2 separate regions of the Macaca mulatta genome follow, and region 1 is linked to region 2. The links are chromatin contacts, called in public Hi-C maps. All regions are on one chromosome and are shown on one strand. Each heading gives the region's core, a stretch centred on a gene start, on an enhancer-like site or on the middle of the called end of the contact. The rest is flanking DNA. Distances are from core to core; before and after follow the strand shown.

Region 1 (4,984 bases), core at 640-3,139, 210 kb before region 2:
TAGAATAATTTGATTCTTACTGTTTTCTGCCTAATTTGTTGCAGCACAAGCTCCGGGTGGATAAGGCAGCTGCTGCAGCAGCAGCACTAGAAGCCAAATCAGATGAGAAGGCGGCGGTTGCAGGCAAGAAGCCTGTGGTAGGTAAGAAAGGAAAGAAGGCTGCTGTTGGTGTTAAGAAGCAGAAGAAGCCTCTGGTGGGAAAAAAGGCAGCAGCTACCAAGAAACCGGCCTCTGAAAAGAAGTCTGCAGAAAAGAAACCTACTACAGAGGAAAAGAAGCCTGCTGCATGAACTCTTAAATTTGATTATTCCATAAGGGTCACATTATTTTGGACAGCTTCTCTTGAATAAATACCTGATCATACAGGCAGTGAGAAACATGGCTTGTTGGTGTGTTCTGTAAAGCTTGGTTATAATTTTTTTAAAGTGACATTTTGGCCATAATTTAGACTGTTCCATTTTATACTGAGTCCATGGAGTTCAATGGAAGGGGAATGATTAAAAAATTATGATTTTTTAAATAATGTGGCTTAAAAGTAAGTGTAACAGGACTTGGTGAGAAACGCAGAGGCTGTTCAAGTTTAGCTCCCCACCAGGTGGAAAATAGGTTAAATTCTGTAAATATTTAACACTTTAACCACAAGAGGGCACAATTGGAGAACACAATTTTTTTTGGTACTGCAGTAAAATTGATTACCTTTTGAAAAGTGTTCTTTTTAACCAGCTATGACAATAGAGTTGAATATTTTCACCCATGGTTTGAAAAAGTGCCAGAAGGCCACACCTGTAATCCCAACACTGAGACCTAAGGTGGGCAAAGCACTTGAGGCCATGAGTTCAAGACCAGCCTGGCCAACATGATGAAATTCCATCTCTACTGAAAATAAAAAAAAATAGCTGGTCATGGTACACGTCTGTAACCCCAGCTACTGGGGAAGCTGAGGCAGGAGAATCACTTGTACCTGGGAGGTGGAAGTTGCAATGAACCAAGATTATACCATTGTCCTCCAGCCTGGGTGTCAGACGGAGACTGCCCCAAAAGTACCAGAAGCATTTTTCAGGACTTATGTGTGTCTTGGTGATTATGTTAACCAAGTGTGTCCAAAAGAAATACCCATGAAATGCCTCCAGATACAAGGGGCCCCCTTTTTTTTTTTAACTCATAAAGCTAAACTGCAAATAATACCCTAGAATTAACCTCTTGTCCTGTGTCAAAGTCTTGTTTTGCATCTGGATTGTTAAACTCAGCTTCCCTGTGACAGTCTCAAACTGTCAAGACATTCTCAAAGTTCATAGCCACGGTGATCTGTTACCTTCCCCATTTCCAGGGCCAAATCTCAGTTCTTAAGCACATCATTTCTTAGCACGGCTTTATTTTCATGCTCTTTAGTTCTCTATTTTGTGCAGCCTTACCCCTTTAAAGTCCACTGTGAGTCCTACCCTGCAGACCCTCTTAACACAGTAGAGTTCATGTGCTACTGATTTGGTGCCTGCCTTCAAATACATGTGCAGGTTTTGTGGGGTTAAAAATAGCCACTTGCTGGAACACCACATTGGAAGTGCTGTTCACCCAGTTATTTGAAACGGTGTTTGACCACTTCGTGTGGAAATGGCCTATCGGATTAAAGGATGGCCAAACCCAAGATTTCTTAAGGTTCTTTGCCGCTCCATGGATCTAATTTCGAAATCCTGATCATTACTCATGAATCAAGGTGTTTTGACACACGCACCCTTCCTGCAGCTCGTCGCCCGCGGAGTGGCCAGGTTACGGCGGGCGCCGGAAGGGGGCGCATCCCTCGCCTTTCCCCATTGTGGCGGGCAGCCCCGTCTACCCGCTCGGTTTCCGGGAGTCGGCGATGGCGTCATCACCGAGCGCCGGGCCGACGGCATCGCGGAGGTCGCCTATGTGACCAGGAAACATGCTGAGCCGGCTTCAGGAACTGCGCAAGGAGGAGGAGACGCTGCTGCGGTTGAAGGCAGCCCTGCACGACCAGCTGAACCGCCTCAAGGTGACCCCGCGGCCCTCTCCCGCTCCTCCTCCATTCCTCCCGAGCGACCCCCCAACCTGGGCCTCTGCGGTGCAGACCCCCCAACCTCGGCCTCTGCGGTGACCACCTGCTGCGGTCAGTTCTCCCCTACTCACTATCTGTGGTGGCGCCAATTTACAGGTTTACAAACAAACAGGTATCTGAATCACCTGGGGAGTTTGCTGTGCGCTTCTTAGGCCCCACCTCTCAGAAATTTGACCTCGCAAGTCTAGGGTGAGGCCCAGGGGGGATGTGTGTTTGGCAAGTGCAGTCCTACCTGCTGCTTCCTGTAAATGTTAATGGCCCTCAGACAGCAGTCTGAGGAAGTGCTCCCTCCCGAAACCTCGCCTAGACCCCTCTGGCCACCGACCCCTTCCTCCTGAGCTGCTGTTTTCTAGTTTGCCTTGGCGCTTGAAATGGCTCTAGTTTTGCCAAGCCAGAAGGAACTCCCAGATCCTCCCATGCTACCAAGGAAGACACTGAGGCCCTGGGAGAAGAGACTTGTCCTAACGTTTGGAGCTTCCAGACGCCATGGCCTTGAGGAGTCGGGATTTAGGCCCACGTGGGCCACTTCCCACACCTGTGCTTAATGCAGCCCCTCAGCCCGGGGTATATAGTGAGACCTCGTCTCTACAAAAAATTGAGACAGGGCCTCACTCTGTCGCCCAGGCTGGAATGCAGTGACACGATCTCGGCTCACTGCAACCTCTGCCTTCTGGGTTCAAGCGAGTCTCGTGCTTCACCTTCCCAAGTAACTGGGATTACAGGCTTGCCACCACCATGCCCGGCTAATTTTTGTATTTTTAGTAGAGACGGGGTTTCGCCATGTTGCTCAGGCTGGTTTCGAGCTCCTGAGCTCAAGCCATTAGCCACGTCGGCCTTCCAAAGTGCTGAGATTACAGACTTGAGCCACCACGGCCGGCCTTCCAAAAAAAAAATTAAAATTAGCTGAGCGTGATGGTGCGTGCCTGTAGTCCAGCTACTTGGGAAACTGAGGTGGGAGGATAGCCAGAGCCCAGGAGGTAAAGCTGCAGAGTCCAGATTGTGCCACTGCACTCCAGCATGCGCTATACGGGGAGACTCTGCCTTTTAAAAAAAAAAAAAAAAAAAAAAAAGTCCTGGGGAGGTTATTATGCTAATCCCTGCTCAGCATCCTTTTCAGAGTCTTTTTTTTTTTTTTTTTTTTTTTTTTTGAGACAGAGTTTCACTGTTGTTGCTCAGGCTAGAGTGCAATGGCCCGATCTTGGCTCACTGCAACCTCCACCTCCTGGGTTCAAGGGATTCTGCCTCAGCCTCCCAAGTAGCTGGGATTACAGGCATGTGCCACCACGCCGGGCTAATTTTTTGTGTTTAGTAGAGACTGGGTTTCACCATGTTGGCCAGGGTGTACTCGAACTCCTGACCTCAGGTGATTACCCACCTCCAGCTCCCTAAGTGCTGGGATTACAGGTATGAGCCACTGGGCTTGGCCCTTTTTCAGAAACTTTAAGTCCATATGAGGTGAGGATTACCAAAGCCCTTTGTAAAATGAAAAGTACACCTATGACATATCAAAATCATAAGCATTTTTCCTTGGGGAAGTTGTATTTTTAGTAGAGACGGGGTTTCACAGTGTTAGCCGGGATGTTCTCGATCTCCTGACCTCATGATCCGCCCGCCTCGGCCTCCCAAAGTGCTGGGATTACAGGCATGAGCCACTGCACCTGGCCTCCTTAGGGAAGTCATAATGCCCTCCACTTATTTGTGTCCCTGTATTCCCACAGTACCCAGTACCTAATGAGTATATTGATGACCACCTCCAAAGCCCAGATTTCCTTATGCTTCAGATGACACCTCTGTTTTCTATTCTTTCCTTCACCTTCTCATTACTGAGTTGACAGCCTCAGGTCCAGGGAATCTCTGAGGAATCAGATGACACTTGGCTGTTTTAATGACACACTTGTACTTTGAGTTGCTAGGTCTGGGGAAGTGGAAGCCATGACTCAGCCAGAGCACCTGTTCAGCCCAGGGGAAAAGGGCTGGAGTCTTTCTTTACTCATCTCCTTAAAAGAGAGAAAACCTAAGAGCCTCCAACTTTCCCTCTAGAGCAACAGAGATAGTTTTCATTCCCTCTCTTGATGCAAACCTTTCATGGTGTGCCCAGCAGTTTAACCACATCCAGTGAAATAGTAAGGAAAAGTGTCCCCAACTCTTCTTTTCTAGGTTGAAGAATTGGCCCTCCAATCAATGATCAGTTCTAGAAGAGGGGATGAGATGCTGTCTTCTCACACTGTACCTGAACAGTCACATGATGTAAGCTTAATCAAGTGCAGGCCTAGGAGAGAATGCAAAGTCTGCTCTGCTCCTATGCTGCTTGGGTGGTGAAGAACTGTTGTAAATCACATTACCTAGCCCAAAGGGCTCTGGAAAGTGCTGATAAGAATTTTCTGGTTTAATAAGGTGGCAACTCTACATTACCCACCTTCCTACCAGCTGGTTACCACACTAATTAATTTATTAAGTAGTTACTAATGTTTTACCTCTATCTTCCTCGTCATCCATTCTGTCTAGTTACTCAGATGAACCCGGGGGAGAGTGATTTTTGTAGGGATATGTCAAAACTCTTGCTTTTTTGTGAATAAGTAACCTTGGGAATCAAGAGTGTGGCTTCAAGTACAAAGCACAGTGCTAAAAGATGAGTTCCAGTCCTCATCATACTCATCTCTTACCAAATGCCCTCAAGTCAGTCAGCAAAATCTTATTTCTAAGTACACAATATTTGAGTTCTCCCAGATTTTGTGTGTTAAGACATTTAAAACCATGATACAGCAGCACATGTAAGTTGGCACAAATCTTATGGAGCTTTCTGTAATAATGTTTGTAAATGAGGTAACATTCTAGTGAATCAGGGGCATTTACCTTTGCCCCATTTTGGTAATGGAGGTGGGGGTATAAAAGGAAAGTGGCCATACCTCTTAG
Region 2 (5,479 bases), core at 1,840-4,339:
CTACTCAGGAGGCTGAGGCAGAAGAATCACTGAACCCAGGAGGTGGAGGTTGCAGTGAGCCAAAATCATGCCACTGTGCTCCAACTCAGGCGACAGAACTAGACTCCATCTCAAGAAAACAAAACAAAACAAAACAAAAAACAACTTTTTTATTCCCCAAGGCCTGGAACTAAGAGCTTAAAAAGTGCTTACCCAACAAACAAAATCAGGGTATTATCATATAGCCCTATTTCATAAATCCTCATCTTTTGTTTTCACATTTAGTATATTCAAAGACATGGTAAGGCAGTGGAAAACCAATAGTTTTTCATCAAGTTAACTACTCTTGAAATGTTCAGGAGAAAAGACGTTTAAATTCCAACTCTTTGTCTTTGAATGTCCCAGAAATTGGTTTCTAAAACAATCCTTAACATTAAAAATATTTTAGAAAACAGAAGTTGAAAAGGCTCGCAGTGTGTTAGCAATCCGAATGATAACAACAAATTGATTTTAGTAGCAGAAATTGAAATATGACACCTGGAGCAGCATTTAAATTTGGATCTGTATAAACATCTATATCTTGGTGTCTGAACAAAATCAACTTGAAGCTCATTTAAAAATATTCTGTCTGAAAAAAACCTGCACACAATCTGGTTAATGTACATTTTTTGAACTGAGTGTATAATAAGAGGACAATTTGTCATTTTCATATACAAATAAAAACACTTCATCTTTTATTACCAAGGCCTGAAGAAACCACAACATTTTAAAAAAGAATAAATGCATAGTTTGTGCTTATTAAATAACTTAGAGTGTTAAGAGGTTGGACATATAATTCTAATATGCTATTTCCATACAGTCTTAAGTTCAAGTCATAAACCTTTCTCAACATTAAAGGAAGCGAAATCGTTTTTTAAGGTATTTGTTTAAAAAGTAGACAACTATTCTTCATTTAAGTACAAGGCAAGAATTTTAGACTGGTTCAATTGGAAATGCTTTGTTTAGCAAATACAATGACTATGGCTGGTAGTTACACTAGTAATCTAAAAATAAAACAAGCTATTTCTGGTTTTACTGAATAAATCATTACAATTTGCATCTCCAATAAAGGAGTCTAAAATTTAAAAATAAAGTACTCTTTTCCCCAAGAAAAGAATGTATGCTTCTGAAACAATGTATCTATAAATAAGATTAAATAATACACATTATCAACAAGAAATAAGCAGTAACCCTACCACTATAAAAATGCAAGCCAAAAGCCAATTCACACTAGAATCTTAAATACCCACATACTGGGGACACTGCAGTTTATTGATCTACAGTCAGATCTCTTGGCCAGGTGTTGCAGCAGAAATATAAAATAATGTTACTGCATTCCTCACTATCAAAGAGAATACAAAATTAGTTTAAAAAGTCCTTTCTGACAAAATAATGAATTCCTCCCATCCTCCTCCAACAAGGGAGCTTTTCTAAGGTGGGGGGGAACCTATGCCATATAGAAATAAAGAATGCAAAACGTATACCTCCGGCCTCTTTGATGCTGCACTGCTTGACAAGCTGTTTGCATGAAAATAATTCCTTTCAATTCAGGAAACTCAAGGATCTCAAGATAATCTTGAACAACTTTCCAGTCTGGGATCACGTAATGAGTCACATCACTAGACAAGAGTTTCCCATCTGGAACATAATTCAAAATGTAAGAGATTAGACAATGTTTTCAAACCTGGTTTATTTAAATGTCACGGTGCTCTGGCATACAAAATAACTTCCAGTCTTAACTCCACGGTGGGAGTTTTTAAAAGACCCAAAGTTCAGGTATATTGAGCACCCTAATTTTTTTTGAAGCTGTAATAAATACAAGCTCAACGTGGTTTATGGTGTTGCCAGAGGTGCCGGAGAGGATGACTGATTTAACAACGAACAAGCACATTTTCAGCATAACCTGAATATTTCAGTGTTACCTCATCATTGACAAACACATTCAAATGAAGCACCCCCACATTTATACCACTTGTGTATGATGCCCAGCAATTTCAAGTTGGCTCTGTGTCAAGCTTCTGCACGTGCTCAGCAGCCTCCAAGAGCCAGAAAGATTGAATGGAGAAAATGATCCGTGCAAGCAACGGGCAGAGGTGGGGTTTCCACCAGGCCCGTATCTGAGAGCCGGTTAGCCAAGCTCTAACTGAAATGTTCATCTTAATCACAATGTCTGGAGGATTCCAAACATTCGCTGACAAGGACCCCCATCCCATGCTCATCCTCCCATGGGGGAAGAGAGCCAGTAACGCGCGCATCGTTCTATCGGCCACCCTTGCAGCCTAGAAACCAAGGACAGGGGCCCAGGAGTCCCCAGTCCAACCTCCCCGTGACTTTCCTCTCCAGTGCGGGCCCAGATAGTTCACAAAACTACGGTGAAGAGGCTCTCCACGGGCGGGAAAGTCTGGGGCACCAGTGCGGGTAGGTCAGGAAACCTGTGGCTGCAAAGCAGATGATGTCAGCTTCGCAGCGGCAGCAGCTGGCCCGCAGCTCCCGGGGGCTCCCGGCTCGGGACCTCCCCATTTCTCCGCCGCGCGAGGTTGCGGCGGGAGGAACGCTCGGCTTCCGCGCCCTTGGGCCCCTCTGAGGAGCCAAGCCACCCGGTCTCCGGGATGGGGTGCGGGTCTCTCGGGCTCTCCCACTGGACAGAGCGGAGCAGTCGGGGAGTCCCGGGCGGGGCACCCCGGAAGCCGCGGACTTGGGCCGCTGGGTCCCGACCGGCAGAGGGCTGGGTGTGAGGCCGGCGGGCGGGCGCAGGCCGCGGGGCCTACGCCTCGGTGTCCCCGCCGCTGGCGCTCCGCCTCTGGGCCGCGCTCACCCCGTCACCGCAGCCGCCCAGTCCCGCCCGCTCCCGCCGGCCCCGTCCCCGCCCCGGCCCTGACCGTGGCTGCAGGTGGCTGGCTGCGGGCAGAGCGGGCTGTGGCAGGGCACGCAGGGCCGCAGGTAGTGCTCGCGCACGATCCGCAGCGTGCGGCCCTGGAAGGTCCTCAGCAGCAGCACCTTCTCCCGCTTCTGCAGCATGGCGGCGTGTCTCCGGGAGGCCGCGGAGCGGCGGGAGCGGCCGGCGCGGCGGAGGCGAGGCCGCGGCTTCGGGCCCGCCCCTCGGCCCTGGGCGCCGCGGCTCCGGAACCGCCGTAACTGCCGCACCCGGGGGAGGCCCGGAGCCACACACTCCAGGCTGGGGCCCGGCCCTCCCGGCCTTAGTTTTGTTCCCTTCCCTCAGTGGCCTGGACCAGGGCGGAGGGTTGGAAACGACCCACCCCAGAGACGGAGGGAAGACTAGGATGATACCTGGACCGCAGGTGAAGAAGGGCTGGGCGCAGCTGTCCAAGATTAGGAGTTTTTGTCCCCCCAGGTCCATGTGGGAATGGAGCCGCCGTATTAATACCAATACCTGGTAATTAATGTTTTCTCTTCGTTGCTCTCGCTATCTCCAAACGAGGTGAAAGACTCACCAAATAAGCCGGCAACCCTGCCAGCCCAACATTTCTAAAAAGTTGTATTCATTTTAAATTACATGTACTTTTTAAAAAGTTTTTTTCTTTTTTTGTCTATCTCTATAGGGGGGTGAGGGGGGCGGGTCTTGCTCTGTTGGCCAGGCTGGTCTCAAGCGATCCACCTGCTTCGGCCTCCCAAAGTGTTGGGATTATAGGTGTGAGCTGCTGCGCCTGGCCTTTCATGTTCTTTTTAAAATTTATTTATTTGTTTTGGTATCCCTATTGAAGTTATCATGTACTTATATATTCAAACAATGCAGATAAAATGAAAACCAATCTCTTCCCTTGAAGCACTGTTCCACTCTAACTTTTATAGCTTTTGCAACCTCTGGCAAAGGATTTCTCCTTTAAACTGCCACTGTGACACAATCACAAACGTATACATGTTTGTATTAATAGCTTTTTTTTTTTTTTTTTTTTTGGACAGGGTCTTGCTCTGTCACTCAGGCTGGAGTGTAATATATGATCACGGCTCGGCTCACTGCAGTCCCCGAACTCCTGGGCACAAGCGATCTTCACCACGCCTAGCTTTTTTTTTTCTTTTCTTTTCTTCTTTTTTTTTTTTTTTTTGGTAGAAATGGGAGTGTCTCACTATGTTACCCAGGCTGGTCTCAAACTCCTGGGCTCAAGTGATCCTCCTACCTCAGCCTCCCAAAGTGCTGGGATTACAGGCGTGAGCCACTACGCCCAGCCTGTACGTCTTGATAAAGAGATACACACGGTCTCTTCTGAGATCACATACCCTTGTTTGGATAGAATCCACTGTTCTTCCAAGCACTCAACTAAGACTTTTGAGCTGCACTAGCAGCTTTGTATACGTGTCCCATTTAATTTCCACAAGTCAAAGGAATGGGGAATTATCATTCCTATCTTATAAACTATAAAGCAGGGTTAGGGAAGTTAAGTGGCCAAGGTTACCCAGTTATTAAGTGGTGGGATCAATATTCAAGCCAGAATCTGACTGAATTCAAAGCAGGCTTGTAAGTAATTACCGTGCTATTCACAGATGAGTAAAATACAGGTCCTGCATTTAGGGACTTTATAGTCTGCTTGGTGAGCTCTAGTTAAGGCAGCTCAACCAGCTGGCTGGAAACATCAGATTTCCTGTGATGCTGAAGCAGGCAGAACTGAGGATGCTTTGTTGGATGGCTCTTGTCACTCTAGGGGAATGCATTAAAGAGAGCCACCATCTCCCACCCATTGTACTTCCACGTCAAGTTATCCTGCAGTGTGAGCTGATGTGAATGAGATCTGAGGTGGAATTGCACGAATTACAAAAACAGCACAGAGCTGGCCTGTAAGGCAACCATCAGTGCAGGAGGCTGTCCCTAACTCAGGAGGCCAGTTCTAGAGAGCCCAGAGGACAGTCAAGTTGCCAGATTTGTCCCTACATAAGTATGTTCCAGGCAGCTGCCCACAGTTCCCTCCAAAGCTCCCCCATGTTCATTTTTCTTTTATTTCTGATTACACCAGGTTATGGGAGGGTGTTGATTAGATACTAATATGCCCATAAGATCGCTCTTTAGCACTTGGTAGCTTTAAACTTTCTTCAAATTGGGACAAATGATCTTTTAAGGAAGAGAGTATGTCTGAGGTTCTATTGAAAGTTGGCTTTATTAGTATTTTAAATAATTCGAGGTCCATTAAGCGCTTCCTTTGCTTGCATTTTGGCAATAATGTATAAATTATGTTTTAAAAATCATGATTCCTTAATTCTTGGAACTAATGAGCTAAAATGGACAAGAGAGCCTTTTTGTTGGTTGGTTGGTTGGTTGGTTTGCCTCACAGGCTATCTGATGCCTCTTGCCTGAAAAAGGTGTCTATACCTGTAATAATAAGCCAGTTTATGCTGTGGTAATATACAACTTTAAAAATCTCAGTGACGTGGCCAGGTGCGGTGGCTCACGCCTGTAATCCCAGCACTTTGGGAGGCCTAGGAGGGTGGATCACCTGAGGTCAGGAGTACG

The links. Hi-C and Micro-C count contacts between places; a contact is called where the count stands out from the background.
Region 1: a Hi-C map of liver shows a contact between it and region 2, with 5 times the contacts expected there. The contact joins the promoter of SNAPC5 here to the promoter of DIS3L in region 2. A contact is called at or near these places in 5 of 14 Hi-C or Micro-C datasets (CD4 T cells, blood, cortical neurons and 2 more).

What each region holds. Positions count from the first base shown.
Region 1 is chr7:43,979,521-43,984,504 of T2T-MMU8v2.0, reverse strand. It overlaps SNAPC5 (small nuclear RNA activating complex polypeptide 5), which reads left to right and starts at 1,889. Exons shown (of 3, transcript NM_001261252.1): 1 at 1,889-2,008; 2 at 4,229-4,318. The coding sequence starts at 1,919. It overlaps RPL4 (ribosomal protein L4), which reads left to right. Exons shown (of 10, transcript NM_001266200.1): 10 at 45-377. The coding sequence ends at 290.
Region 2 is chr7:43,766,903-43,772,381 of T2T-MMU8v2.0, reverse strand. DIS3L (DIS3 like exosome 3'-5' exoribonuclease) reads right to left here and starts at 3,089. Exons shown (of 17, transcript NM_001194471.3): 1 at 2,898-3,089; 2 at 1,503-1,656. The coding sequence starts at 3,036.